Linked DNA regions of Rattus norvegicus: region 2 is linked to region 1. Evidence: chromatin contacts called from public HiChIP or PLAC-seq data. All regions are on one chromosome and are shown on one strand. Each heading gives the region's core, a stretch centred on a gene start, on an enhancer-like site or on the middle of the called end of the contact. The rest is flanking DNA. Distances are from core to core; before and after follow the strand shown. Region 1 overlaps Ptgis (prostaglandin I2 synthase). Region 2 holds the start of Slc9a8 (solute carrier family 9 member A8).

Evidence for each region. HiChIP or PLAC-seq counts read pairs in DNA pulled down with a chosen protein or histone mark.
Region 2: an H3K27ac HiChIP or PLAC-seq map of oligodendrocytes shows a contact between it and region 1, with 8 times the contacts expected there. The contact joins the promoter of Slc9a8 here to the enhancer-like site in region 1. A contact is called at or near these places in 9 of 12 Hi-C or Micro-C datasets (the A7r5 cell line, the Rat2 cell line, Schwann cells and 5 more) and 1 of 1 datasets of contacts at active chromatin or transcription factors (oligodendrocytes).

What each region holds. Positions count from the first base shown.
Region 1 is chr3:176,359,102-176,366,101 of GRCr8, forward strand. It overlaps Ptgis (prostaglandin I2 synthase), which reads right to left. Exons shown (of 10, transcript NM_031557.2): 4 at 6,668-6,811; 5 at 3,386-3,537. Among named protein-coding and RNA genes, the nearest start is that of Ptgis, 21 kb to the right of the region's middle. Within about 2 kb of position 4,485, at least 5 of the 93 cell types and tissues checked have an H3K27ac peak or open chromatin away from gene starts, as enhancers often do.
Region 2 is chr3:176,563,981-176,570,980 of GRCr8, forward strand. It overlaps Slc9a8 (solute carrier family 9 member A8), which reads left to right and starts at 3,145. Exons shown (of 16, transcript NM_001025281.2): 1 at 3,145-3,185; 2 at 5,941-6,119. The coding sequence starts at 3,175.

The DNA of each region.
Region 1 (7,000 bases), core at 3,235-5,734:
AACGTGGGGTGAAGCCCTGTAAAGTTGCCTAGGACCCATGTCTTTTGCAGAAAGGCGTAAGGGCCTGCTCCTGCAAGAGAGAATTTCTCCATAGCAAGAACCCATGGAGATCTCATGAATGTGGGAAGCTTTCTGGGGCCGTCTGGGAGGACCACACTCGAGGCAATGGCCTCTCTCCCTAGGACCTAAACCATGCATGAAAGGCAGAGGCTTAGCATCCCAGAAAGAGCCTCACTGGCCATGGTCAGGACACAGATTTGGGGTCTCCACTCAAACACCTCTAGAGCAGAGAGGTAAGGTCAGCAGAGGAAGATCCCACAGAGGAGGAGGCTAAGTAGATCTGAAGAGAGAGGAGATCTCCAGGCCGCCCCAATACACCCTCAGACGCCACAAAGCAAGTGGCTTCACCCAGGCACATACCTCATTTTCTAACGAAACTGATAATCCAGGCTAGGTGTAGTGGTGCATGCCTTTAATCCCAGCGCTTGGGAAGTAAAGGCAGGCAGTTAGATCTCTGTGAGTTCGAGGCTAGCCTGGTCTACAGAGCGAGTTTCAGAATAGCCAGAGCTATACAGAGAAACCTTGTCTTGAAAAACCAAATTGGGGGGAGGGGAGGTTGATAATCTAGGTGCTCTTGTGTCTGTCTGTCTGTCTGCCTGCTTGCCTGTCTGTCTGTTTGCCTGCCTATAGTTCCTGGTGCTGTAAGGAACTCTTTGCTTCATCTCAATTGTTAAAGGCAAAAATCCAAGCATATGGCTACCACATCTGGATTGAGGTGGAAGGTCTGGCCAGTGTTCCCCACCTTGATCTCCAGCCACCGTGGGTTTCACCCCTTTCACTTCCACAGGTTTGGGAGCTGATGTCATATGATGTTCTCACACATTGTGTCCGTTAGTCAGCCCCTACTCTGGCACAGTTCAGTTCTAGCTCTTCAGTCACAGTGTGGCCATTGAGTGGTCTTACCGGCCACTACATGTGAGCACTTCTGTGGGATCATTGCCTGGAAGAGGCACCGTGGGAGGAAAAGATGTACATTTGATATTTTTGGTAGGGTTTTGCCGGTTGGTCTTTCTGTTTATACCGCACCCACCAGGTCTGGGAACTGCTTGAGTCCACCGGAGAGCAACTGTCCAACACTGCCACCTCCTGCTCACATTGGGAAACAGCCTTTCACGGATGCGTCCTCTGCATCCCTTGGAAGGAGGAAGAGTGTAGAAACTTTTTTTTCTGGAGAAGCAACTGGTGCTGCGTTGGGACATATGTTTAACACATTGGATTTCGGAATCAGACAAAGTGTGCCTGTTGCCTACTCTGCCACCTACCTGCTTCTCCTGTGACGAGTGATTTCACCCGTGCGAGCCTCAGACCCCAGGGGACTGCATCAGACAGTGAACAATGTCTGTACAATGTCTGCACAGCTCACAGAGAGGGCTTGCAGAGGCCGGAGAAGCCAAACCATCGCTCAACAGGTGAGGCGGGGAGGTGGGTGGGATGCGTATGCTCTTTTCCGCCCTCCAGGTTCATGACTTGCATCTGACAATGCTGTGACAAGAGGAAGCTACAGCCTCTGCCCAGCAGGCTGGCAAACCAACGGGAAGAGAGGTGACAGCCCTAGGGTCTGGCAGATCTTTGGGTAGGTGTGTGAATTGCTCAATGGACATGAACACCTGTAATCTTAGTTCTTGGGAGACTGAGATAGGAGGATCCTAAATTTAAGGACCAGCCTGGTCTACAGAGACCCTGTTTCGAAAGAGCGAAGTGAAGCAGGGAGAAAAGACATTTTAAAATGATAGGGTGTCTCTCAGATGTGTCCATACTCGGCCTGGTTGACACTCAGAACAAGGTTAAGTCCTCAGCAAGCAATGATGCTATCCATGGCCTCAGCGGAGCCTAAGGACACCTAGGATGACACTGTTGTCCTTCCCATTGGACACAGTAACACCACAGAGATCTGAGGAGGTAGAGCCCAGAGTCTGTTATGTCCCCTCCTCCTCATAGTTCCTGTCAAACGTGCACTTGGCTCAGTCTCAAGAGCTCTGAATCCAAATGGACTGCAACGTTCTGGATATGAAATGTGTCTCCAACAGGCTCATGTACTGAAGATTTGGTTCCCAGCTGGTGGCGTCCTGGAGACACAGCTGGGCTGTGAGGGAACCAGCTACATAGGTGGATTAACGACCAGATGAGCTTACGGCTGGAAAGGGCTACTGGGGATGGGGTGCTTGAGGCAGCAGATCACGGGAATGTGCTTTTGAACGGTGTATCTTATCCCCAGACCCTTCTTCCAGTTTTCTCCACTTCCTGGCTGCCACGAGGTCGCAGCCTCCTCTGCTGAGTGCTCCTACTGAGGGCTCTGCCCGCATCAAGTTCAGATATACCACAGCAATGGAGTCAGGTGGCTGTGGATCGACACCTCTGAAACCGGGAGCCAAAACACATCCTTCCATCTTTAGTGTTTTCCTTGGATTTTTTTTTTAAACACTTTATTTGAATACAACACTGTAGCTGTCTTCAGACACACCAGAAGAGGGCATCAGATCCCATTACAGATGGTTGTGAGCCACCATGCGGTTGCTGGGAATTGAACTCAGGACCTCTGGAAGAGCAGTCAATGCTCTTAAACCGCTGAGCCATCCCTCCAGTCCATTTCCTTGGATATTTTATCACAAGGTTTTCGCTGCTTCTTTAATGTTAACTAACTAATTAATTGGTTAATTTTTGGTTGTTTGAGACAGAGTCTCACTATGTAGTAGCCCAGGCTGTCCTGGAGTTTGCTATATAGACCAGGCTGGCCTCAAACTCACAGAGATCCACCTGCCTCTGCCTCTAGAGTGCTGGGGCTAAAGGCCTGCTCTACCCAGCATGGCTGCTGTTGCTTTGTAGGGAAAGACCATCCAGTCTGCCGTGCATGGGACGCACCACCTAGGCACAGTGTTCTTGTGCACAGTGTGAAGATTCAAGTGCTCATTTCTGTCTCCCTTGCAATCCTAATCCAGAAAACCTCCTGCCTCAATCTTATGTAAACACCAGCTCCTCAATTGTTTCCTGACATGTCAATAAAGAGAGCTTAACAGCCAATGACTGAGCAGGAGAGAGAATAGGGCGGAACTTCCTGTCAGCTAGGGAAAGGGATTCAGCCCAGGAAAGAGATCCAGGAGAGAGGATGAGAAAGCCAAACCTGCCAGTATCTTAGCCAGATCAGCATAAAAGATTAAAGCAGAGTAGTAACTGTTCAGTTGTTGTGCCCTTATTAATGCATGTTAAATAAATATAGTGATCCGATCTCAATTATTTGGTAGCTAGCCAGGAACGAGGAAAACTGTAACACACTTATTGAAGTGCCATGAGCAATCATCCATTTCTGCTGTGACATCACGATGCTTACCCACTGACAAGGAGCCTCGAGCCAGTTTGGGGAGCATCAGATCCAGCTGGCGGAAGGTGCGGAAAACGTCGGCTGAGTGGTCACGGTCGAGGGCCTGACTCTCGTGGGTGCGTGGTGAGGCCTCCACTCCATACAGGGTCAGGTAGCCAGCGCTGGGGTGACAGCAACAAGTCAGGTCCTGTCTTCAGTTCCTACCCTGCCTCAGTTTCCCCTCTTCAGTTCCTACCCTGCCTATTTCCCTCAGAGATGTTGTGTGACCTGAAAATGTATGATGAAGTAAACCCTTTGTTTCCCAAGTTGCTTTTAGTGGGAGTGTTTTATCACAGCAACAGAGTGGAGCAGAACACCACGTCACCTTCCTAAGCTCCCCCAGCCTTGGGTCTCCCAGGAGAGGGTTTTTCCAAGCAGGGAGAGGGAGAAACAGGAAGGAGAGGGGAGCGGGGAGACTGAGAGAAGCACGTGTAGCCCTCACCCTGAGCCTCACTCACACCGTGCCTGCAGCAGTAGGCCCGCAATGGATGCTGGGTCAATGATGGTGGGTAGGCATGTCTATGGAGCAATAGTGAGTGGCTGGGTGGGTAGATTCGTGGGTGAATGAGTGGGTTCACAGAGGTGGATGGGTGGGTGGATAGATGGGTAGATGGAGGTTAAGTCGGACGGTGGACAGGTTGATGGGTGGATGAATGGATGTGAGTGGTGTGGGTGGGTGGTAGAGTGACTGGAAAGATCGATATATAAATACAACACACTCCTGAGGACTCTGGTGACAGGCCATCATAAGTCTGTCTACCAGGAGCCATCCATGTCACCATCACAACCCCACCTGCACCCCACTCCCCTCTCCAGCCCAGCCCAGTGTCTGTGCTGGAAACAAACTCTCCAGGTAGGAGGCCCACACCTGCTCTCTCCTCTGGGCTGACAGGAAGCCAGCTTCGCCTAGGAAAAGTTAGGGCTCAGAGGCCAAGCTCAGCCTTCCCCATCCTCATCCTCAGCCTGAAAGGTTCTCATGTTTTCCTCCCTAACTCTGGGCAGACATAGGGAACACATAGCCTACAAGTGTATGTGGACCCAGATGGCCACTAGGTGGCGCTCGGTGCCATAAACTAAAATGGAGCTGCCGAAGCCCACAGCTCTTGGGAGATGCAGAGTTAGTGGCCTAGAGACTATGTAGCAAGCTTTTCCAGTCGGAAACCCAACTGAACCGCCCTGGAGAGGAGCCCTCTGCTCAGGGTGAAGTGAGTTGCCTCGGAGTCAAGGGAGCCAGAGTGGAACTTAGGATACCACTTTGAAGGAAGGCCAGGCACCACAGGACACGTTGGAAGGTTCGGGAAGTTGGGGCACAGGGACCATCACCTCGTATCTGCCTTTCTGAATCTTACGCACTTTCATTGTTCAGGTAACTGCAATGCCTCAGCACACCAAGCCTGGTGGAGGTAGAAACTCAGGCCAGGCCTAGACCCTGTGGGACTCCCTATGCTGGTGCCAACTGGTGCCCCTGCCTAAGCCCCCCCCCACCCCCACCCCCCGTATCTCCTTGCTGTTCCACAGGAAGATGCAGGGTGACAGAAGCCAGGACACCTGAGTGTCACCCTGCTGAGAACTTGCCAGTCAGGGACAAGGTTCTGCTGTCCCTTGCTAGATCAGTTCTCATCCTAAACAACAGGGGAGCCAGCAGCATGCAGACCAGTATAGCCCTACTGTGTGTGTGAACTGTGCCAAACAAAAAGGCTGTGTCTCACGGAAGGGATGCTGAGAGCAGCCACCTACCACCCTGACAGGGACCCTGGGTGAGTTTTCCCATCTAACTAGTGGGTCTGTAAATTACCACCTCAGGGAGCATGAAGTGAGTTTACCCACCCAGTCCAAACAGATGTGATGGCACCTGTGTACACACATGCACCCATGACAACAAATGAATGGTTGCCTCTTATCGGAACGCACGTGTGTCTCTCTCAACTTCTATGAATAAAGTGTCTTTTGTTGTTGTTTTGGGTCGGTGCTACTGACCATTGAGGTACAGTCTCCCAACTCTCCCTCCTGTTAAAAACCTTCCTGCCAACCTTGTATTCTTGCCCTCTCCTCGGTCCAGGCTATTGCTATGACCCACGGATGTCCTGGTGGGTCCCCTTGCCTGGGTCTCGCCTACAGAGTCCTCTGCATAGACACAAATCAGATTGTATCGGGGCCCCTTTGTGGGTCCCTAAAGGTCACCACCATCCAGCTGAGCCTACATTCCAAAGCCTTCCACCCGGCTGTGAGGCCGGCTTCTGCAGATATCTCTACCTGTTCTCCCTGCCACTTCCCTGCTTTGTTCTAGCCGCCCTGGCCCCTTCACCCAGCTTCTTGCCACTCCAGGGCTTAGCACTTGCTGCTTCCCCACCAAAGTCTTCACACTGCAGGTGCCCCACAGCCCTGCGGTTAAACCTTAGCATTGAGGCTGAAAGCCCCCAGATGTCCCATCTCTGGATCGCTGCCCTCTCAGGCATAAGGAACTCATCTGCTATGTCCCCTGCTGTGTCCTGGGGGACCACTGAGGATGCTGCACAGCTGAAGGAGTTGCACTTTGCTGCACTGTTTTTACTACAGTTATGAGGTCTGACCTCAGGTCGAGCTCCCTTGTTGGTCTTCTAAGCATCATTGCTAGCTGATGAGAGCCAGATGCCAGGATGCCCACCTAGGGGACTGTGCTGGCTGCTTTTGTGTGTCAACTTGACACATGCTGGGGTTGTCACAGAGGAGCCTCCCTTGAGGAAATGCCTCCATGAGAGCCAGCTGTAAGGCATTTTCTCAATAAGTGATTAAGTGGGGAGGGCCCAGCTCCTTGTGATGGTGCCATCCCTGGGCTGGTGGTCATGGGTTCTACAAGAGAGCAAGCTGAGCAAGCCAGGGGAAGCAAGCCAGTAAGCAATATCCCTCCATGGCCTCTGCATTAGCTCCTGCTTCCTGACCTGCTTGAGTTCCAGTCCTGACTTCCTTTGATGATGAACAGCAATGTGGAAGTGTGAGCTGAATAAACCCTTTCCTCCCCAACTTGCTTCTTGGTCACGGTGTTTGTGCAGGAATAGAAACCCGGACTTAAGATGGACTCCTGCTCTGGAGGACACTCGGACACTTGGCGCTTTTTACAGCTCACATCTGGTTCACAGCTCAGGTTGCGTAGGGTGAATTTGGGGTTCCACCTGAGTCACCTCCTTCCCGTGTTCTGTTCTGAGCATCTCCCACAGTGCCCTCACCCACAGGGTACCCCCAATTCCCTCGGCCATGACAAGGTTATGGGCTCACCTGAGCAGGGAGCTGTAGGAGAACTCAAGCAGACCTTTCTCCTGCCAGCCACTGCCTCCTTCTGTGGAGTCACCCAGCAGGACGGTGCGCAGGTTGGTATACATGGCTTCCGTGAGCGCCTGCAGGTCTTTGTGCATGAGCGTCCTGAGACCAGCAACGCAAGATAGGCATTAGTCACTTAATATACTCAGAAAAAAAAGATTGCACGTGTGTCAAAGGAATAACAGCTACCACCGAGACAGTTTTACAGTGGAGAAACTCGGGCACAAAGAGTCCAGTGTCGGGACAAGGCCACCTAGGCAGGGAAGGGCACAGCTGAGGCACAGACACTGT
Region 2 (7,000 bases), core at 1,895-4,394, 200 kb after region 1:
CCATTCCATAGAACAAAACAATTCCTACCGGGATTTGAATTTTCCCCTCCTCTTGGCCATGTACAGTATGACTGGGGGGAGAATAAGACTGGCAAGCATAATCTCTGGCCTTGGTTTCAATGGGTGCTGTCCAATGAGCAAGGGGCATATACATCCCTGACCCCCTTTGCTAGGTTGATGGGTGAGAACTTCACGCTGTATAATGTTTCGGCTACCAGAAAAAATGATACCAGGTTGACCAATATTCAATATAATAACCTCTTGGAACATAATACTGCCACTAGTACTTCAGTATGTGTTAGATCACCTTTTTCTTTCTGATAAGCACTAATGTCAACAATGGTGTTTTAAATTGTAATAGCTCTGATGTAGTCTGCTATTTAGCTGAATGCTGAGATGGCAACAATGACACCGCAGTAATGGTCAAGATTCCCTCCTTTGTGCCAATCCCAGTAGAGGCAAACCCAGATAGTTTTCCTATTCTTAATTTGCTGTGAACCAAAAGAGATTTTGGAATTACGGCAGTCATAATTTCAGCCATCGTGCTGTCTGCTGCCGCAGCTACCACAGCTGCAATTGCTATGACCAATCAAATACAGACGGCTGAGACTGTCAATCAGATTGTAGAAAGAACTGCAATGGCGCTAGAGATACAAGAAGAATTTAATACTCATTTGGCATCTGGCCTTCTATTAGCCAATCAAAGGATAGATTTAGTTCAAGAACAAATTGAAGCACTGTATCATATGACACAGCTGTCTTGCGTTTCCTCCCTAAGAGGTTTATGCATTACTCCTTTGCAAGCCAACTTTTCTCAACATTCTCAACAGAGCAAAGAAATCTCAAATTATCTGAAAGGAAACTGGTCCATGAAAGCAGAGCAACTATCCAGACAATTGCTGATGCAGATTGCTGTCCTCAACAGCACTAGGCTGGACCCCATCACAATTGAAGACTTTACCTCATGGATTACCAATGCTTTCTCCTTTTTTAAGGAGTGGGCGGGCATGTTTGCCTGGGGAGCTATTGTCCTCCTGGGATGCGGAGTATGTCTCTGGCTTATTGGCCGTTTAAAAAGAGAACATGCCAGACACAAAGCGGTTGTTTACCAGGCTATGACTGCCATTGACAATGGTGCTTCTCCCAATGTATGGCTGGCCTCTTTGAAAGATTAAGAGTTCGCCCTAGATCATTTTTGTCACAGTCATGTGGGGTCATTGTATCCAGGGACGGGCAACTTTCCTCGAGCTCGGACCAACCTAAGACACGGGGCCCGGTGGCGATAGGGTGACCCAACGATGGGTAAGGCCAAGTCATCGTCAGGAACGACCTAAGACAGGAGCAATGACAAGATTGACGTGACACCCAGATCTAGACCAGTCATTTTATTAAACAAAAAAGGGGGAGATGTAGGGAGCGGTGCGACAGCTGTATGATAATGAGGTGAATCTGGCGCCCTCCTAACAACAGTACTGAGCATGCGTGGAGTTTTGCACCTGACGTCAGTCTGGCTGGGGCGGTACTATGCTAAATGGGAGTTCATGCCTCGCCAATCTCTGGAGGACAAGTAGCTGGGATGCAGTGGGGTGACTCGTGCCCCACCAATCCCTGAAAGAAGATTAGCACGGCGCGGTAACACTTAAAGCTGTAACACTTGGAGCTGTAACACTTGGAGCTGTAACACTTAGGGCTGGCTGCCGCCGCCTCCCTGTATCAACAAAGAAGGTGTCCTGCAGTAAAGGCTGTTGAGAAGAATCCAACCGTGTTGCGTCTTCCTTGCCGGACGAGGTGGGCGCGACACTTGCGCTCGCTAGGCAAGCGCTCTATCACTGAGCTAAATCCCCAACCCTGGTTCATTTAATTTTATCTTGCCTTAATAGCAGGCTTTCCTTGTTCCTTTGTATAGCCTCAACCCCACAAAGTACATCTCAGCATACAATAGGTCTCTATAGAGAATTTGGGCATGTTAGCTCAGCAGAAGGATACCTGCCTTCCATGTGTTGCTCTTAGTTCCATCCCTGAACAGAAGTAGACAGATACCTGAATGGGGATGGAGCGGGGTATCTCTCACCCTCTAGTCCCAACTACTCAAGATGCTGAGAGAGAAGGATCATTTTCTGGGAAAGTGACAGAGCAATCATTTATTACTATCTTTTAAGCTTTATTAAAGGGGGAAAGAACTACCTAGGGTTGAGGGGCCCCGGAGCACACCCAGAAAGTTCCATGAAGACCTCAGCAGTTTCAGGCCAGTTTTAAGTAATAGTAAAGACTGTTCAAGTGTTGAAAGCCCAGGACCTCAGTTAGTATTCCCATTATCCACATAAAAGCCAGGGATGGCTGCTGGCATCTGTAACCGTAGGGATAGGGAGACTGAGAAGGGAGTATCCCTGGAAGTTGTTGGCTAGCCACTATGGCATGTCCCCAGTTTCAGGTTCTGTGTCTCATAAATTAAAGTGGAGCATGAATAAGGAAGACATCTGATAACCTCGGACTTCCTAGTGTAATCGCCACATACAGGTTAAAAAGAATCTGTTGGGGTGCCAAGATAGCTCAATGATTAAAGGCGGTGCCGCCAATCTTTACTACCAGAGTTCAATGCCAAGGATCCACACAGTGTAAGGCGAGAATGAACTCAAGTTGTCCTGGATCTCATTTTCACATATAACACACCAACTGGTAAACCTCTGTATTCCTAGTTCTCAACGTTTATACTAGGAGTACACTGTCTAGCGTTTGCCCTCTGCCTACTCTTCCCAAAGCTGGGAAAACTGAAGCTGACTCGAATGCCTCCAGACTCCCTCCGCACAGCCTCCCTGGACGCCCAGACACCTCTTCCCCCCATTTTTACCCCCGTGATTTCCACGCGGTAAGGACCGCTTTCCAATCACAGCTGAGTCACCAGGATCTCAAAAGTTTCCCCCAAATCCTTGCCAGGGACCGGAAAAAGTCGTACTGTCCTGAGGGCAGATCGTCGCCTGGCCTGGCCGGAAAAAGCCTACAGAAAGTCCCCGAAGTCATCCAATTCTCCAGCCACCAAAAGGACGGGGCAGAGGGCCACCCCGGGAGGCCAAGCCCCGCCCCTGCCCGCAGCGGAAACCGGAAGCAGCCGCAGGCCCAGCTAGCCCTGCGGCGCCGAACTCTATAGTCTCCGAAGCTCGCAGGACTGGGGTGAAGATGGCGGAGGAGTGAGTTCGCTGCTTCGGGTAGCGGAGGCGGCAGGGCCGGGCCGGCGGGCGACAGCGGGCCTTGGACGCCCGGGTGGAGTGGCGCGGGCCCACGGAGCTGGGGTTGGCAGGGCGGGGCGGGATGAGGTCTCGGGTCCTGCGGCCTCCCGGAGGTCTGATATCGATCACCACGCACAGGCCTGTAGTATACGTAGCCTGGAAGCCACGAACGTCATTCCCTCTTTCAGTTTCCGGTTATCTGAGGATTTCCAGCCTCCTGCTCTTTCTCACGGAAGTTCTCCCATTGCCACAATCAGCCACTGGCATCCCCCGTAACCATCAGCAACCTCCAATTGTTTTTGTCTGTCCCTAGCAGGTTTCTTTCATTCATTAACTACTGGTAGACCGTTTCTCTCGGCCTTGGGAATCAGGAGCCGCCCACAGGGAGCCGCCATGATGCTCTAGTAGGAGACTGTGTAGACAGGGCGTTTTCAGACCCTGCCAAATGTTTGGAAGGAAATGGAATAGCATGAGGGACAAGAAGTCCACCCTAGGGGGTAAAAAGACGTCTTCTGGTCGGAAACTTGAAACCTTATAGGAGAGATGGGGAAGGTGACCTGTTAAAAAAGATCCGAACCAAGAAGGGGCTGATGCTGGGCTGTAGCGCAGGGTCCCCAGTTCAGTCCCTAGTACTGCCAGGAAAGAGAAGGGAAAGAGTGAGTACTTCAGAGTGGCAAGTGGTGTACAGTGTCCAGAGCAACTGACAAAATGAGGTTCACTCCAGGTCTTTTTGGAGATGTGCTACTGTTATACAAATTCTCTCTTTGAAATGAGTCCCAGAAAATGAACAAGGAACCCCATAACTGATGCTGAACTTTTACCGGGAGCACTTCAGGTAGCACTTGGCCACTCAGGTACCAAGTATTAACTCCTTTGTTATGTACCCGTGCTGTCACAGACACTAAGGTAGGCCTCAGCAGTACAAGACAAAGGTTAATATAGAGCCAAATGGTTTGAGGTGTGGGTTTGCAGCTTGGTCAGATTATGGGCTCGTAAGGTGGTGGTCTGGTCTGTAGTCTGGAGAGAAGCAATGCTCGATGGTCACAACCCTGTCACTACTATCCTAGTTTACAGACCTCACCTTGACAACAAGGACGGAAGTGTGTGTGTCCCAGAGCAGCAACCTGGCCTTTTGAGACTCAGGAAGGGTTTGGTAGGGTAGGTTAGGGCATTCTGGGTATAACTGGGTAGATTCAGCTGACTACTTCAGTTTATGGACGTAATCCCAGTAGGGCTGGAATCTGACTGCTCTCGCCTTTGCCCGCCATGCCTAAGGTCCTGAGTTCAATCCATAGTTTAGTCAAACACACTCACACTACATCCAAAATTCAAGAAAATTGTGGAGAGACTCCAGTTCTACCCTAGGAATTTGCTTTTGTTTTGTTTTCTTTCTTTTGTTTTTTTTTTTTAAGATTTATTTATTTTATGTGTATGAGTACACTGTAGCTGTCTTCAGACACACCAGAAGAGGGCATCAGATCCCATTACAGATGGTTGTGAGCCACTATGTGGTTGCTGGGAATTGAACCTCTGGAAGAGCAGTCAGAGCTCTTAACCACTGAGTCATCTCTCCAGCCCTTGTTGTTTTCTTTCCAGACAGGCTCATGTAGCCCACAAAACTGCTCTTGAACTCACTGTGCATCACTATGTAGGCCCGGGGGGCCTTGGTCTTGAACTCTTAGCTTTCCTGCATCTGTCTCCCAAATTCAGGTATTACAGGTATGGACACACAGCATCCTTCTCCCCTCAACCCAGGCAAGGTTTTTCTGTGTAGAACTGTCTGTCCTGGAACTTGCTCTGCTGGCCTCCAGCTCAAAGAGATCTGCCTGCCTTTGTTTTCTGAGTACTGGGGCTAAAGAGATGCACCACCACTACTACCCCTGCCTTTCTCTTTTTGTTGTTTTTGGTGGGGAAAAGGGACCTATTGGCAATTACCTCTAGAGTCTGCTGAGTGCTAGGCAGGTGCTCTATTCGTTCTTTTATGCGAGACAAGGTTTCTCTGTGCAGCTCTGGAGCTCTACATTGATAGGCTGCAAACTTGTTGGGATTAAGGCATGTGCCACTGTGCCCACCTCTTTTACTTTATATTTGAGTCAGGGCCACTAAGTTAGACCTAGGCTGGCATTTAACTCACTAGGCCCTGCAAGCTTTGAATTTGTGATCCTCTTGCCTAACCAACTGTACATAACCTCAGGCTTTATGTTTTTGTTCTGTTAGCTTATGCTAACATGTAGCCCAAGCTGGTGTCAGAGTGGAAAATGCCCTCGGACTCTTTTTTTTTTTCTATTTTTCGGAGCTGGGGACCGAACCCATGGCCAAGCGCTCTACCACTGAGCTAAATCCCCAACCCCGCCCTTGGACTCTTGATCCTTCTCCTCTTCCTCCTGGGTGCTGGGATTCTAGGCCTGAGCCACACAACTGGTTTATACAATATAGAAGATCAAACCCAGGGCTTCTTACAGGTACTACCAGCTGAGTTGCATCCCTCTACCCTTTATAACTCTTTCTCCATAGTCCTGACCCCTTTCTTCCTGACCTCTGGATGGATGGCCACAGTCACAGATGATAGAAGTCACTGGTGTATTGTGTAGGGAGGAATACCTCTTCAAGGCCTGTCTGCTGTTTACACCATGAGAGCTTTGCAGAATTGTCTTTCAGTCAAGTGTTTGATTCCTTGACCCTCTTTATCTGAATGCTACTTGTATATCTCCAACAGGTTCTCCAACACGACCCATGAGAGCTTCAACTTCACCCTTCACACCACTTTGGGTGTCACCACGAAGCTGGTGCTGCCAACACCAGCCAAGCCTATTCTTCCGGTGCAGACAGGAGAGCAGGCCCAGCAGGAGGAGCAGTCAAGTGGCATGACCATTTTCTTCAGCCTTCTCGTCCTAGGTGAATAAGCCAGAGGTGTCTGTAACACATTAAAGCTTCCTTTGCTTCCTGAAGTCAGGCCTAGCAGTTCCACAAAGCAATGTCTTAGCTTTTTAGCTTTTTTTTTTTTTTTTTTTGGTTCTTTTTTTCGGAGCTGGGGACCAAACCCAGGGCCTTGCGCTTCCTAGGCAAGCGCTCTACCACTGAGCTAAATCCCCAACCCCTTCTTTTTAGCTTTTAAAAGAAGAAATTTTTTTTTTTTTAAAGACAGCATTTCTCTTAAGTTCAGCCCTGATAGGCATGGAACTCACTCTGTAGACCAGGCTGGTCTTAAACTCACAGAGATCCACCTGCCTCTGCCTCCCATTTCCTGGGATTAAAGCTGTGTACCACTACCGCCTGGCTAAGAAAGAGCTTTTAGAGGGTGTGCTGTCTCATAATCCCATTGCTGGGTTGGCAGCGGCAGGAAGATCCTGTGGATCCAGTGACCAGTCAGTCTTCTGGATCAGTGAGCTCCAGGCCTTCACAAGCATCTACCTATACACACAGTTTTTAAAATGCAGCTGAAGCCACATAATCACTTCAGGTTATCTAAGGGTAAAAAGCTTTTTGTATGTGTCTGAAGTCTGTGCTTCATCGGACAGTAAAAGCTACCACATTTACTGGTCTGCAGTTGAGACAAGGTCTTAGGATGCTCAGGCTGGCTCTGAACTCATTAAGTAGCAGTTAGCCTCCAGTGTGCTGGGATTCTGAGCAGGTACTGCCACCCTGGCCTTATTTACTACCTGCTTTTCTTTGGTAATACCAGAGTCATCTTTCTAGGAGAGCAGAAGGCAGAACTGGGTTTTGAGTATTTCCTTTCTTGAGACAATGTCTCTTGTAGCCCAGACTGGCCTCAGTCT